Regions from separate parts of the Mus musculus genome. Here region 2 is linked to region 1. Evidence: chromatin contacts called from public Hi-C data. All regions are on one chromosome and are shown on one strand. The core of a region is the stretch at or near the end of the contact, and the rest is flanking DNA. Distances in the headings are between cores, read along the strand shown. Region 1 has its middle 18 kb from the start of Gm40139. Region 2 overlaps Bcar3 (breast cancer anti-estrogen resistance 3).

Evidence for each region. A called contact is a pair of places that touch in the nucleus more often than the background predicts.
Region 2: a Hi-C map of bone marrow-derived macrophages shows a contact between it and region 1, with 62 read pairs. The contact joins two enhancer-like sites. A contact is called at or near these places in 9 of 39 promoter capture datasets (the C10 cell line, cranial neural crest, embryonic stem cells and 6 more), 3 of 15 datasets of contacts at CTCF or cohesin (the NIH/3T3 cell line, embryonic stem cells and stem cell-derived epiblast-like cells), 34 of 484 Hi-C or Micro-C datasets (B cells, the C2C12 cell line, the G1E-ER4 cell line and 19 more), 16 of 115 datasets of contacts at active chromatin or transcription factors (the NIH/3T3 cell line, a colorectal cancer cell line, embryonic basal ganglia and 9 more) and 2 of 9 other capture datasets (embryonic stem cells and embryonic trunk).

Annotation. Positions count from the first base shown.
Region 1 is chr3:122,335,858-122,342,957 of GRCm38.p6, reverse strand. No RefSeq gene overlaps it. Among named protein-coding and RNA genes, the nearest start is that of Gm40139, 18 kb to the right of the region's middle. Within about 2 kb of position 2,632, at least 67 of the 459 cell types and tissues checked have an H3K27ac peak or open chromatin away from gene starts, as enhancers often do. A contact at or near this core is called in bone marrow-derived macrophages, where this site is marked.
Region 2 is chr3:122,463,405-122,470,504 of GRCm38.p6, reverse strand. The region is part of intron 3 of Bcar3 (breast cancer anti-estrogen resistance 3); the gene reads right to left. Among named protein-coding and RNA genes, the nearest start is that of Gm34349, 13 kb to the left of the region's middle. Within about 2 kb of position 4,259, at least 16 of the 459 cell types and tissues checked have an H3K27ac peak or open chromatin away from gene starts, as enhancers often do. A contact at or near this core is called in bone marrow-derived macrophages, where this site is marked.

The DNA.
Region 1 (7,100 bases), core at 1,383-3,882:
CTCCTACCCCTCGTCTCCAACAGTGGAATGGTGCCCACAACAACTCTCTAGTATCTTTTTCTAGTTTACTTATTTGATGTATTGGGGTGGGGGCAGCTATGAGCACACACATGAGTTCATGTGCTTTTGGAGGCCAGGGGTGCCAGATCACCCTAGAGTTGACTTTATAGCCAATTGTGAGCCACGTAACATGGGTGCTGGAAACCACACTTAAGCCCTGTGGACGAGCAGACTCTTTGGGCGTTGGTTGGAGTCTAACTGCATAATTTCATGGCTGGCTCCAATTGTGGATGAAAGTAAAGTCCTTTGAGGTACATTTGCATGGCCAATAGGAACAGGGAAGCTTTTGTAGTTTGGGAAACCATCTAATAAAAGTCTAATAAACCTTCCCAGAAGGCACTGAAACTTCCCTGTACCTCTCTCTCTCTCTGTCTCTTCGGGAGAAAGGAGACAAGGGAAGCTTCCTCTAGAGGCCAGTCTCCTTCCCGAGTCATTCTTTCAACTTATCACCAGGCTCTTGGACACAAGAAGTCCCCTACATGGCTTCTCCCACCGCCAGTTTTCTGTCTAGTGTACAGAGTAGCCTGCACACTTGGATATTCTCCTTCAGTGCTCCCCAAGACTCTTCTATGCTTTTAAAAATGGCACTCGCCAGGAAGCTCAAGTAGGGTGAGGCTACAGGCAGGTTTGGAGAATCTAGTAGAAGAGTCCTAGGCTCGGAGACAGTCAGAGTCACACCTGCCCATTCTCTGTGAGGGTTGCTTCCATGAGACACAGACTTTGAGAAAGAGAGTCACATGAGTACATGCAGCATGTCAGAGGCCTCAAATGACCCTACAAGAATGTCTGAAGACAGGTGGCCCTAAATAGGTGTCCTCGCCGAAGATCATCCAGTCTTCCTGCAGCCTGGGGTATCTCAGTTAGGCTTTCTTTGCTGTGATGAAGCAACATGGCCAAAAACAACTTAAGGAAGGAATGGTTTACTCCATTCATACTTTCATATCACCAAAAGCATTTAGAGAAGAAACCCAGAGGCAGGAGCTGATGCAGAAGCCATGGAATGGTGCTGCTTACTGGCTTGCTCTCTGTGGTTTTCTCAGTCTGCTTTTTTTTTTTTTTTAAGAGAATGAGGATGGGAGGAAGAGAATAAAGGAGGGAGGGAGGGGAGGAGGGAGGGAGGGGAGGAGGGAGGGAGGGGGGAGAGAGAGAGGAGAGAATGGACCACCAACCCAGAGATGGTACCACTTACCTTGCAATGGCCGGGGCCCTCCCCCATCGATCACTAAGAAAATTCACTACAGGCTTATCTACAGTCTGATCTTATGGAGGCATTTTCTTAATTGAGGCTCCCTTCTCTAAGATGACCCTGGCTTGTGCTAAGTTGACATAAAACTAGCCAGCACAGGGGAAATAAGTGCTTCAGCTCTGAAGGGAGACAATCTCTGCTCCTGCAAGAGACCAGGCAAGTGGGATATGAAATGGGGGCCTCCTTCTCCACTGCTCTATATCTCCCTTGGCCTCGTCTGTGAGGAATAGAGAATGCAGGAGAGGGGAGTTCCTGAAGCCACGCTGCTGTCTAGAAGAGGCCAGGCATCTGCTGAGGCTGCAGGAAACAGGTAGCCACAAAAGGTGACCTGGTGCTCTTAGGGGATGGAATGGAGCTGACTTGTTTGAAGGCCAGAAAGAGAGTCCAGATAGGCTAAGATGCCATCAGGGAAATAGTTCAAATAAGACAGACTATCATGATCAAGAGCACATTCACTAGATTCCCAAAGTGAAGTGGTCTTATTCTTTGACCTGACCAGGGAATAGCATTTTTAAAGGGTCTGGCAGACTTCGTGGGGACTCCATAGGAATATCTGAGCAATATTCTTAGGAGCTGAAACATCCCAAGTCATGCTGGCCTACCAGAGTTTATCAAGCCACTTAATTGAGTCTAATTTGGCTTTTGCTATCTGCTTGCCCTCTGGGTATCATGGCCACCTCTCTTTGCCCGTCCATCCATTAAGGAAAGGGAACCGTAGGCAGTGGCTGAGGGGAGGTGTGCAAAGAACAGGATGGGACAAAGGTCTGCACTTACACAGTCCACACTTCTCAGGCGGAGACACTTGCAGGCGTGGCTGTCAGCGGATGAACAGGGGAAGGCTCTAGGCCTGAGGCTGCCGTCAAGAGCACTCTTAGAATAACCCCACTGTTCTGCAGAACTACATATCACCCCAGCTGGTCGTCATCCCCCAAATTAACCTCACAGAGTCAGAGAAGCTGATGTAACCCACAGCCTGTGGCACAGTTAGCCTGCTCCCGACAGTGACCAAAGTGTGGCCGAGGGTGAAATATTGCCCCACTCTTCCGAAAAGCCACCAACAATGAGCCATTATGATAACAGGAAGGCGCAGAAAGCTGGGCACAGTAAAGACAGGAAAGAGTTTTCTTTCTCAACCCTTCATGAAAAAAACAACAAAGGCTTTAGCCCAACAGTGTCTGGCTAACTTCCTAAACAAGGCCTTGCTTAGGCTTCCCCCTCTGGTTAGGCACCCAGGAAGACCAGAAGCAGAGCTTGGCTGGACAGTGTCTGCTGGTCTGTACCAGAGATGGTGCCTGGAGTGTCTCTGAGTGGTCTCTATAGCAACCCACAGCCCTAAAGGGACTCTGTGACTAACTTCTGCTTTTTGTAGCTTACTCCATCCTCCTCACATTTCATCCCGGGTGTGTCAATCAAACAATCGATCAACTAAGAAATGTCTGTTGAAAAGCCACAAGACACCAACTCCTACATTAAATGATTCAGAGAAAGATGGAATTCCTGTCCTGAAGCTATTGGGGCGGAGACGATAGGGACACATAAGAAAGAACAAAAAGCTAATACATGATGATAGGCAGGTAGGTACGACCAGAGGGGTCACACCACAGCAGGTGCTGGAGGGTGAGGGCTGGGACAGACTGATGGCACAGGAGCAGGGCAGGAGATGGATGGTAGGCATGGGCGTGGGGGTGGGACTCTACTGAGAAGGGTAGGCAGAGAGAAGGCAAGGCTGCAGTTATTATTATTAATTTATTAATGTATTTATTTGGAATGTCTTTTAGAACATGCACTGCGGTGTGGAGAGTGGACTGAAGGGGGCAAGAGACAGAGCAGAAAGGGAGATGGATCAGGGGAGAGACAGTGATGTCAGAGCAAGGCAGAGGAAGAAGGGTTAATGTAAGGGCCATTCAGATGGGACTTGAGTACCAGGGCATTGAATGATGTGTGGCTAACACGCATGTGACTGCTTATGACCCGCCAGTTCCTGTTGCTTGTCGTAAGTACTTCTTCAATGTAATTTTTATAATTTAAAAAAAAAATTTATAGTAGCCATATGACACTGAAAACTGAGACCCAGAGAGGTTTACACTCAAAGCCCTAGGCTTCCAATTCCATACTTTCAGGCAATGGGTCCTCATTTCCTGCTTCTCTCTCTCTCTCTCTCTCTCTCTCTCTCTCTCTCTCTCTCTCTGAACTCATTCACTCACTTGCCTACACATGCAAACTTTACTACCCCCAGTGGTATACCAGTAAATGTTTAACAATTTGAGACGAGGCCTTGGTTTGTAGTCCAAGCCGAGCTATGTTGCCCAGGCTGGCCTCTAACTCACAGTAATTACCCTGCCTCAGTTTCCTGAGGGCTAGAATGACAGGCTGTGTCACCATACCTGGCAATGTTTAACAGTTGGCCCCCTAATAATCGAAAGCCTGATTTTCGGCTTCTGCCAATCACTGTGGTGTAAATACTTCCACTGAAGCCCATTCCAAGCACAGAGCACAGAGATACGCATGGTCAGTGTATGAGCTGGAAGGAATCAGCTCCACCCCCCATCCTACCCCATCCATTCAGTAGCGCACTTTGGACTACACTCCATCCTTCCACCTGGCTTTATGTGGCTCTGTACAGTGCCATGAAAGTCCACATTCACGTCGGATCATCTGCTATTCACAGCTGACAAGCCAAGAGGGGGACACTGAGGCTGAGAACACTGACTAGAACTTGACGGCTGTTGCCCACTTCTAGACAGGCCCCTGTCCCCTACTTGTCACAGCAGAATTCACTTCCATAGCTTCATCCTCTACCCAGTATGCCCCATTTCATGGCACTTGGGACTTCAAGCCAGCAAGGCCAGACTCAAGCTCCATTAAGGCCTCACTGAGTCCTATCTAGAGAAGGGCTGGCCTCATCTATGGCCACCCTGCTGGAGTCCTATACATTTTAGTCCACTCATATTTGCAGCAGAACACCTTTTAGCATTACTGCTTAGGATGAGGACATCCAAATATGGATGTCAGTGGTCCTTTACTCAACCTCCCCTCGGCAGCTCTTGGGCCTTACTCACCATCTTTATCCACAAACTTAGTCCTTCCTCTGCAGTGCTGGCCTTTGTGGCTGACACTGCATTCACCCAGTCAGCTAATCCAGGAGCATTGGTGTGGCCTGAGCCCTCCTCTCTTCCCCATGCCTCTGCCTGGGTACCAGGTCGTATAGTACCTGCTTGCATGATATTGGTGATACTGTCCTGTCTCTACCTAGGATGTCACCAGTTTTATGTGTGGATACTGCCATAGCCTTCTGACTGGGTCCTCGTGTTCCAGCCCATAGTTGCCTCACTGTTGGGAAGCAGGGCTCCCCAAGGCTCTTCCCCTCTTCCTTGGTGCGTAGGGTACTTACAATCTTTTTGGTGTGAGTCTGGAGTCAGCACCTCCTCCAGCCTAAGTCCAGGTGTCATGCACAGTCCTTGGCAAAGTGCCTGCCCACCTGTGTTTGTATTTCCTGGCCCGGCAGACACCCACCCCCAACCAGAAGCCCATAGAACCGGGCTGCCCCTCCTTAAAGCCTTGGGAGTCTCTATTTTTAGGCATGAACTGAAAGAGACACCCTCAATGAATTTGTAAGGGGAGCAGCTGGTGACGTGGTACAGCTCAGTTGCCAGGACCCTGTTTCTTCCTCTTAATTTCAAATTAAAGACCAGGTGGCTTACTCCAGGCAAGTAGTTACTCTCCCCCTGTGCATCCATGGTGCAACATGTGAAAACCCAGCTAGTGGGTGTGACTTGCAAGTGACATCTTCTTTTTTTCTTTATTTTTTTTAGAGATTTATTTATTTGTGTATGTAAGTGTTCTGTCTGTATGCAGCCTCTCTTGCACACCAGAAGAGGGCATCAAGCCCCACTATAGATGGTTGTGAGCCACCATTATTATTATTATTATTATTATTATTATTATTATTATTATTATTTTGCCAGGAATTGAACTCAGGACGTTTGGAAGAGTCAGTGCTCTTAACCACTAAGCCATCTCACCATCTCCAAGTGACATCTTCTTGTTAATTAAGTCCTGGGTATGGTACTGCCACATAAACCATACATACCATAAAAGAACGGCTGGTTTTCCCATGCTCACAACTGAAGGTTAGCCCTTCCTGTTGGCAACTCTGCAAACCTTCATGGTCACTCTGAACCTATGGCACTGGGAAGGATTCGTACCCACCAGTTAACATATTTCCTTTTACACTTCTCTATTGAAGTTATGACTGGAGGTGGAGAGGTGAATGAATTTAATATACATAGCACAGAATGAATTTAGATATCTTTCTTCACAAAACCATCACCGCCAGCTAACAAAACGACAGACTTTTCTCAGAGGAGACTATACCATCACCAGCCACATACTAGTACTGGTGGCCCTTCTTAACTAACCCAGAACCACATGACCTAGTGATTTAAAAGTAATTTAGAAGATTTGGGACAAATACTAGGAGACTGGTGTGTGGCAAGGGTCCGGTGGAGTTGGAGGCAGCAGCCCTATACAGTTGCATCCTATGGCTGATATCTGAGCTTCTGTTCCCTTCAGAACAAGGGGTAGGAGCGTCCAGCAGATCCTACCTCTGACAAGAGCCAGGGTTGGCTGGATATGGTGGTGCACACCATTAATCTCAGTATTTGTGAGGCACAGGTAAGTGGATTTCTGTGAGTTCCAGGCCAGCCAGGGATATAGAGTGAGATCCTGTTTTGATTTTTCTGTCAGATCTCATTACAGGTGATTGTGAGCCACCATGTGGTTGCTGGGATTTAAACTCAGGACCTTCTGAAGAGCAGCCAGTGCTCTTACCAGCTGAGCCACTCACCAGCCCCAAGATCCTGTTTTAAAAAACAACAAAAAAAGAGCCAGCTGGGCGGTGGTGGCACAGCACATGCCTTTAATCCCAGCACTTGGGAGGCAGAGGCAGGTGGATTTCTGAGTTCAAGGGCAGCCTGGTCTATAAAGTGAGTTCCAGGATAGCCAGGGCTACACAGAAAAACCCTGCCTCAGAGAGAGAGAGAGAGAGAGAATGAGAATGAATCACAGCTACAGGACCCCACAGGCTGTCTTAGACTGGGCATGCTCTACTCTGTCTCAGTCCCTTGCTCCTTCCCCATACTGATGATGTTCTCTTCAAAATGCTGTGAAAACCACAGCTCTCTTCCATTTTGAAAGTACCAGTTGTGGCCTTGTCAAGGTAAACCAATGGTGTCGAATCTTCTTAAGACTATCTATTGGAGATTCCTGTGGACCATATCTAGTGCTTATCTAAATATCTGGAGCCGATCCTCTAAGCTCCCAAACCATAGAATCTGGCTTAATCTGCAAAACATTGAAACAAAGGCACTTAAGCCACATGGCTTCGTCATAGTGCAACAAAGACTATGATGTAATCCGTCAGAGTGGGAAAGGTTGGAAGCAGAGGTGTGTGGGTGTGGAATGGGGTGGGTTACTCAATCATTCCTAAGTGTCAAATGTGTGCCAGATTAAAAGAAGGCTTTTCCAGTCTGCTTCTATGACCATCTTCTCATTATTATTACTACTATTTGTGTGTGTGTGTGTGTGTGTGTGTGTGTGTAGATGTCCACAGCATGTTTCAGGGGTTGCTTCCTTCCACTATAAGATCTGGGGATGAAACTCAAATCACCAGGCTTGCATCTGTTTTTACCCCTTAAGTATCTTACCAGCCGTGGCACTGTGTATGAAGTAGATGCTGACTTTGACGATGGTACTCGACTACCAAGATCCAACTAAAACAAAGCAAAGTAACAAC
Region 2 (7,100 bases), core at 3,010-5,509, 130 kb before region 1:
TGGGGGAAACCTATGCTGGGTGAAACAGGTTCCTTAAGAGGAAGCAAGGCAGAGGGGCCAGCTATACTGATCCTGTCTCCACTCCTGACCGTCCCGAGCACACAGTATGTAAGAAAAGATGTAGACAACACTGTGAGGAGTACTTACTCTCTATATTGAGTCAAGGCTCACAGAATACGGGCACGGCGACTGCCTGGAACCAATGGTCTGCATCACCCACTGAAGAGCTGCTCTCTCTCGTGGAACGGCATTCTTTAGTTAACAAAGACTAACAACCTGTGGTTATTCCCACTTGAGGACTTAGTTGGCAGACGTTTTTGGGGATGGGGTAGGGATGAACAGAGTGGTTTCTTCAAAGAAAACAACCAATAGTGTCTGTTACCAAAGCAAAGATTTGAGCTGTCGGTCGAACACTAGGATTTTTGAAGGACTTGTATTCACCACCAAGAAGTTCATAGCTTATCTACACGTTCATGACTTTTCTGGGAAGATTAGTGATGACTATTGGCTAACTCATTTTGATTGGATACAAAGAGACATGTGAACATTTGAGAGATCCACCTAACTCCTTGAACCAACATTCTTCAAATATCCTACACACGACAGCACTACTCAAACTGCAAGACAGACAGATGGACCTTAAAGACCGGAGAAGAAAGGATGCCGGGTGAGGTTTCAGAGTCTAACCTCTCAGGTGAGGCACCCTCCAAGGTCTAGATTAGCATGCAGGATAGCAGTAATTATCTTACACAGTTGCTTACTAAAGTACTTCTGCCCTTTTAAACCACATACCAGTGGAAGCTGGGTCTCTTAGGCATCTAACCAAAACGATCCAGTAAACTGACCGCCAAAAGCACACCCAAGAGAAGTTGTGCTCTCTTCGGCCAGACAGTAAAGAGACTTGCAAAACGGTAAAGCAATGTGTCCTTACCCCTGGATGGGTTTGTCTTGGAAAAATGACCATCTTTTCATAAAAATATGCACTTCATATTTATGCACCGTTCATTTTAAATGAACACACTAAGGAAACATAAAATGTCAAAAAATAGAATAAAGAACATGTTTAAAATCCTCCCATTGTTGGCTGGGGGTTACCACAGAGGTCAACCACAGAACCCATGTAAAAGCTGGCTGTACACAGCAGCCTGCCTATAATCCAAGAGGCTGGGGGTCCCTGGGGTAAATTGGCCAGCCAGACTAGCCAAACCGGTTCACCAAGAGATCCTGCTTCCATATGTAACGTGGGGGGAAATCTAGGAAGACATTCAATATGTACCTTGAGCCTCTACAAGTGCATATACATATAACACATACACACATACACACACATACACACACATACATACACACACACACATACACACATACATACACACACACATACACACACATACATACACACCACATATCACCAGAGACATATGAACCCCACACATGTGGACATGCATGTACCACACACACACACAAACACATAGAACACATATCACCAGAGACATATGAACCACATATATGTGGACATGCGTGTACCACACACACACATGCAAGTAATTTCTTCATTTTAATCTCCAACACAATGATTATTAATAGTTATAGCTCATATAACTAAAGGATTTTTTAAAAAGGAGTCTCAGCCGGGCGTGGTGGCGCACGCCTTTAATCCCAGCACTCGGGAGGCAGAGGCAGGCGGATTTCTGAGTTCGAGGCCAGCCTGGTCTACAAAGTGAGTTCCAGGACAGTCAGGGCTACACAGAGAAACCCTGTCTCAAAAACACCAAAAAAAAAAAAAAAAAAAAAAAAAAAAAAAAAAAGGACTCTCAATTTTTAACAATGTAAAAAGGTCTTGACACTAGAAGTTTAGGAATTTTTCTCTAATATATTTATAGTTTGTTTGAGATAATTTGGATCAACCCACAAATTTTTAGTGTATCCATGCAGTGAACTATGGTATAAAAAAGGAAGTGTTTTAGCATGGTGGTGGCGGCGGCAGTAATATACATGCCTTTAACCCCAGCAGTCAGGAGGCAGAGGCAGGCAGGTCTCTAAATTCAAGGCCAGCCTGGTCAACAGTGAGTTCTAGGACAGCCAGGACTACACAGAGAAACCTTGACACTAAAAACCAAAGGAGGGTTGGGGTGGAGTGTTTTTTTTTATATGAGTATTATATGTATATTAGAGAAAAATGTGTAAACTGAGAGAAATGTGAAAAGCAAAAAGCAAAACAAAACAGAAACATCCCTTTAATTGCCAGGAGAATTTATTTTGACTCAAATGTTATTCACACTTAGCCATTCTGCCACTAGATGGCAGTGTTCATGGGGGTCAGAAGAGGGCATCAGAGTCCCTGAAACTGGATTTATAGGCAGGTGTGAGCTGTCTGGTGTGAGTGCTGGGAAGAGAACCCAGGTCCCCTAGGAGAGCAACAACTGTTCTTAACCACTGGTCCACGCCTCCAGTCCCCAGGGGTTTATCTTACCTGAAATTCACGGAAGAATACACTCCCCCCCCCATTCTTCTCAACTGTGACCTCACTGCTCTTCCAGTGCTCTGACCCCTCTCCCCTCTCCCCTCACAGCCAGTCCACCAGGTAATCTAGCTCTACCTTCGAGTTACTCATCCAATTCCCCGTCTTCCCCCAGCTACCTGGCAGGTCCAAACCCCCAGCCCCTATCACCTGAACACTCGTGTGCATTGTGTGCACACACCCCTCCTCCCTCCTGCCCTTTCTTTTCCTTTCTGTCCCCTAGCAACAAGGAATCCAAAGTGAACCCCAGGCAACTGTAGAGATTCCAGTCCTTCCCCTGAGGTGCAGGCCCTGTGCAACCTGCCCAATCACCTTCTTCCAGCTCTCTGTCAGTGGCTGGACCCCATAGCAGCTTACTTTGCTGCTCTCAGCAGGCCTGGTGGCCTCCCTACTGTTCTCCCAGAGCAGAGGTGTGCTCTGACCCCCATTGCTTCATTTTACCGTTTTGACCTCCTCCGCTGCCTGGCCCTTCCACACTAAAGTCCCATTCTCTGCCCAGCTCCTTTATGCTAACATCTCCCAGCTCCCTCCCTGCTAAACCTTCCCCCCTTAACTTGGTTGTCCTTCCTACGGTCACCCCGTATGCCACCTCCAGAATAGAAGGTCCAGGAATTTGTTCAGTGTTGTATCCCAACCCTTAGAGAGTTGACAAGTGGCAGATAATGCAGGCTATGAAACGACTATGTGCTGTTTTAAACAAGAGGGGACTGGGAAAGCCCAAATGTCATAAGGACATTTTCTTATAAAGAAATTCAGGTTGCGTATCTGATATCTGAAATACTTGAATGTTTTAGACTTCAGATTTTTAAAAAACCTGCACACACACACACATAAATACATATAGAGAGAAAGGGAAAAAAAAAGAGTTAGAGATCTTAGGAGTGCAAAGTTTAAGCATGAAATTAATTTATGCCCCAAATAATATTCTATATGCATGGACCGAAGATAATTTATGCAATATTTTAATAACTTTGCTTATGAAACAAAGCTGCATGGTATGGATGCTCCTATTGCGGCTCTAAGTTGATGATCGGAAAGGTTGCAGGTTAGGAAGCACGTGCCGGATCGCAGATATTCGCATTCTGGACACTGGACACTTACCCTGCACCAAAGGAAGATCCGGCTCGTGCGTTCAGCACAGAGTAACGCATAGCCAACAAGACAAGTCACAAAGAAGTATTTGATGATATATTGTTTTGATAATAGATAAATAAAATTCCTTCTGTGTGAGCGTCTTCTCAGAATTTCCCAACAACATGGATTCCCCAGCTCCCCAGCTCAAGAAATCTCTGCGTAACATGGCTTCCAGTTACTCTCTCCTGCTCCTGCCAGGCTGAGCGCACCCACTGTCCACAGGGGTGGAAAATTCTCTATCAGTCTTCAAAGTACTGATAGCTATTTTCTGCCTTGCTAAATCAAGCACCCTTCCTGACAAAGCGTCAGTCTTATCAACTGTCAGATCACAATGTAAATGCAAGTCTAGCCAAGGAAAGTTTAATGTGCGTAAAACTTCAGGCCAACCCTAATCGGCTCCACCCAAACAACGCAGACAATACGCTAGTGACAAAAGGCTCCATGACTTCACACACCTTGAATGGAGCCAACCCAGGCCCTCTTTCTGAAGTTGAACTATAATGTGCTATGTTATTACACTTCATCTTAAAAGCTCCCATAGTGTCCAGAAACAGCTATAGCCAAATGCTGCATTGCTGTGACATGGAGTGACCACTAGAGGGTAGAGTTTAATAGCAAACAACTCCAAGGCTGAACTCCTGGCCTCTTTGGATGTACTTAGAAGTGCTAAGGTATGGAGAAAACAAGATCTCCTAAGTAGATAGGTCTAAGTCACAGACGATGCCAGAACTGTATCTCTAAAACGTTACAGACTTACATCTCTACAAATTGAGGACACCTCTTACTAAATATGTGAGTATTTAGGACAACAAAAAGTGACACCAGTTTTCATCAGGAAAACTGCAGGTTATTAGCAAGAGAAGGCAGACCAAGGCTGCATTTAGGAACTGCTTAACCATCTGGAAACTGATACTCTCGGGAAACTCTGGGACATTCTTACAGACATAAGTCTTATTTGCTTTGGGGAACATAACGATTTTTGGAATGAGCCAGGAGTGGTGGTGCACACCTTTAAACCCAGCACTTAAGAGGCAGGAGAATTTCTGAGTTCGAGGCCAGCCTGGTCTACAGAGTGAATTCCAGGACAGCCAGGGCTACACAGAGAAACCATGTCTCGAAAATCCAAAAAAAAAAAAAAAAAAAAAAAAGATTTTTGGAATGTATGGCTTAGGGGCAGGCACACACATGTAATTCCAACATGTGAGAAAGCTGAGACAGGAGGATAATGATTCAGGTAGCCTGGGCTCCACGGACCCTCATTTAGATGTACCTTGAATCCAGTTGCATATCATTCAGGCACCAAATATTATTATTAATATTATTAAGAGAACAAGAAGAGTCCCCTAGCTTCAGAGTTGAGCTGTTTAAAACGCACAGCCATGAGCAGAGTTTTCACAGGGTGACCCAAGAGTGACCCTCAAGGTTGCCTACAGGATCTGGGGAAGGTCCAAGGCAGGGAGTCTGAGGCAAGGTGAGCCCAGTGCACACACAGGGAGCTAGAATGGCAGTTGCTACCTCTTATTTACAGGGTACCAATCGCATCCTCGGTTCTGGACTAAGAACTTTACATATATTAACCCATATTAACATTTAACCCCAGATTCCTCCACTTACTGGCTCCTGGGAATTTCAGTCAATGCCTAAGAATATGGCTAGCAAGAACCAATTTGGCATGTGTGCTTGCTTACCAGTATGACTGTGACAATAAGCACATACTCTGTGGCATTCAAATAAAACCGGGTGTGGTGGTGCATTCTTATAAGACCAACACTTGGGAGCTGAAGGGGGATGAGCCCTGAAGTTTAAGGCCAGCCTCGGCTACATATTGAATTCAAAGCCAGCCTTGGGTACACAGCAAAACCCTGCTTTAAAAAAAAAAAAAAAAGTATTCTTTCATAGTTTCCAGATATCCTCGACGCCACACTCTCCCTAAAGCGCCCAGGGAACATCAAGAGCAGGTGCTTGAATGAGGGGCAGTGCAGACTCGCAGACTCTTATCACAAAGTGTAAGGTCCCGCATTCGGGGTGGTCACGGGGGTCAGCAAACCCCAAGTATAATGTTGGAGCCTCGCCCTAGGAAAACCATCTCTTTGGTCACTGGCTACCCCCTGCTGGGTAAGTACTCTGCCATAGTTTTGAGACAGGGTCTCTCACTGAACCTAGAGCTCGCTGATTAGGTCACCCTGGCTGGCCAGTGACCCCCAGGGGGCAGCCTGTCTGCCTCCCCAATGCTGAGATTACAGGCCCGTGCTGATGTACCCCCTTTTAAAAGGCTGCTAGGGGTCCAAACTCGGGTCTTCACGCTTCCCAACCGAGCCATCTCTCTACCTGTACAGCATCATCTCAATTTGGTCAACTGATCTGCAAAAAGAGACAATCTCCTAATACGGTTTCATTCGCAAATACTGAGATTAGTATTTCCTGGAGGAAATAATTAGCTATTATTTCCTGGAGGATCTTCTCCTGACTTGATTATGCCTATAAAACCTTATGTATAAATAAGGTCACATGCCCAGGGTACTAGACGTTACATTTTCAATGTAGTTTTATCAGTGAACACAGTTTAACCCAAATTGAAATTATTGTAACAGCTTCAAGCCACTCAACGGTTCTATCTCAAAACCGTATAGGACAGGGGAAAGGTACAGGCCTGGGGACAGCAGGAGGGACAGGATGGTGGAGTTTAAAGAGGACAAGAGGACGGTTCAGGCCTGGGGACAGCAGGAGGGACGATGGTGGAATTTAAAGAGTAAGGAAGAGGACAGGATGACAAGAGGTTAGAAGCAGACTGACCCCAGGGGGGGTTTAGGCCCAACCATGGAGCAGAATCTAAAAGAAGCCACAGGCCTGATTCTTGCTTGTCTGTCAGTTTCCTAGTGACTTCTCCACCTTATGGAGTCTAGGTCAGTGGTCCTCAACCTGTGGGTTGAAACGCCTGTGACCTTTTCACAGGGGTCACAGATCAGATATCTTGCATATCAGATATTCACATTATAATTCATAACAGTAGCAAAATAACATTTATGAAGTAGCAAAGAAAATAATTTTATGGTTGGGGGTGGGGTGGGGGAAGAGTCACCACATGAGAAACTGCATTAAAGGGTCACAGCATTAGGAAGGTTGAGAACCACTGATCTAGGTAGTTTCAGAAAAGCCACCGTACGCCAGAGAGGGCTACCTGCACTTCAGCTTCACGGCCGAAGCTTGCGACAACTGTAAACTCCCAAGGAATCCATCTTTGCTTTATTGCATTCACTGGTTAGACCAGACCCTCGGGCTGCCCTGACAGAGGAGCGTCTGACCTGTGAAATCATCTACATAAGATCCAGTCAGAGCAGTCAGGCCTCAAACATCAGGATGTCCACGCACATCTCTTTATCCAGACAGAGCCGGCCGGATCAGCAAAGCTATGCTGCTCGAAGCCAGCCTGTCTGCCCTGCAGGAT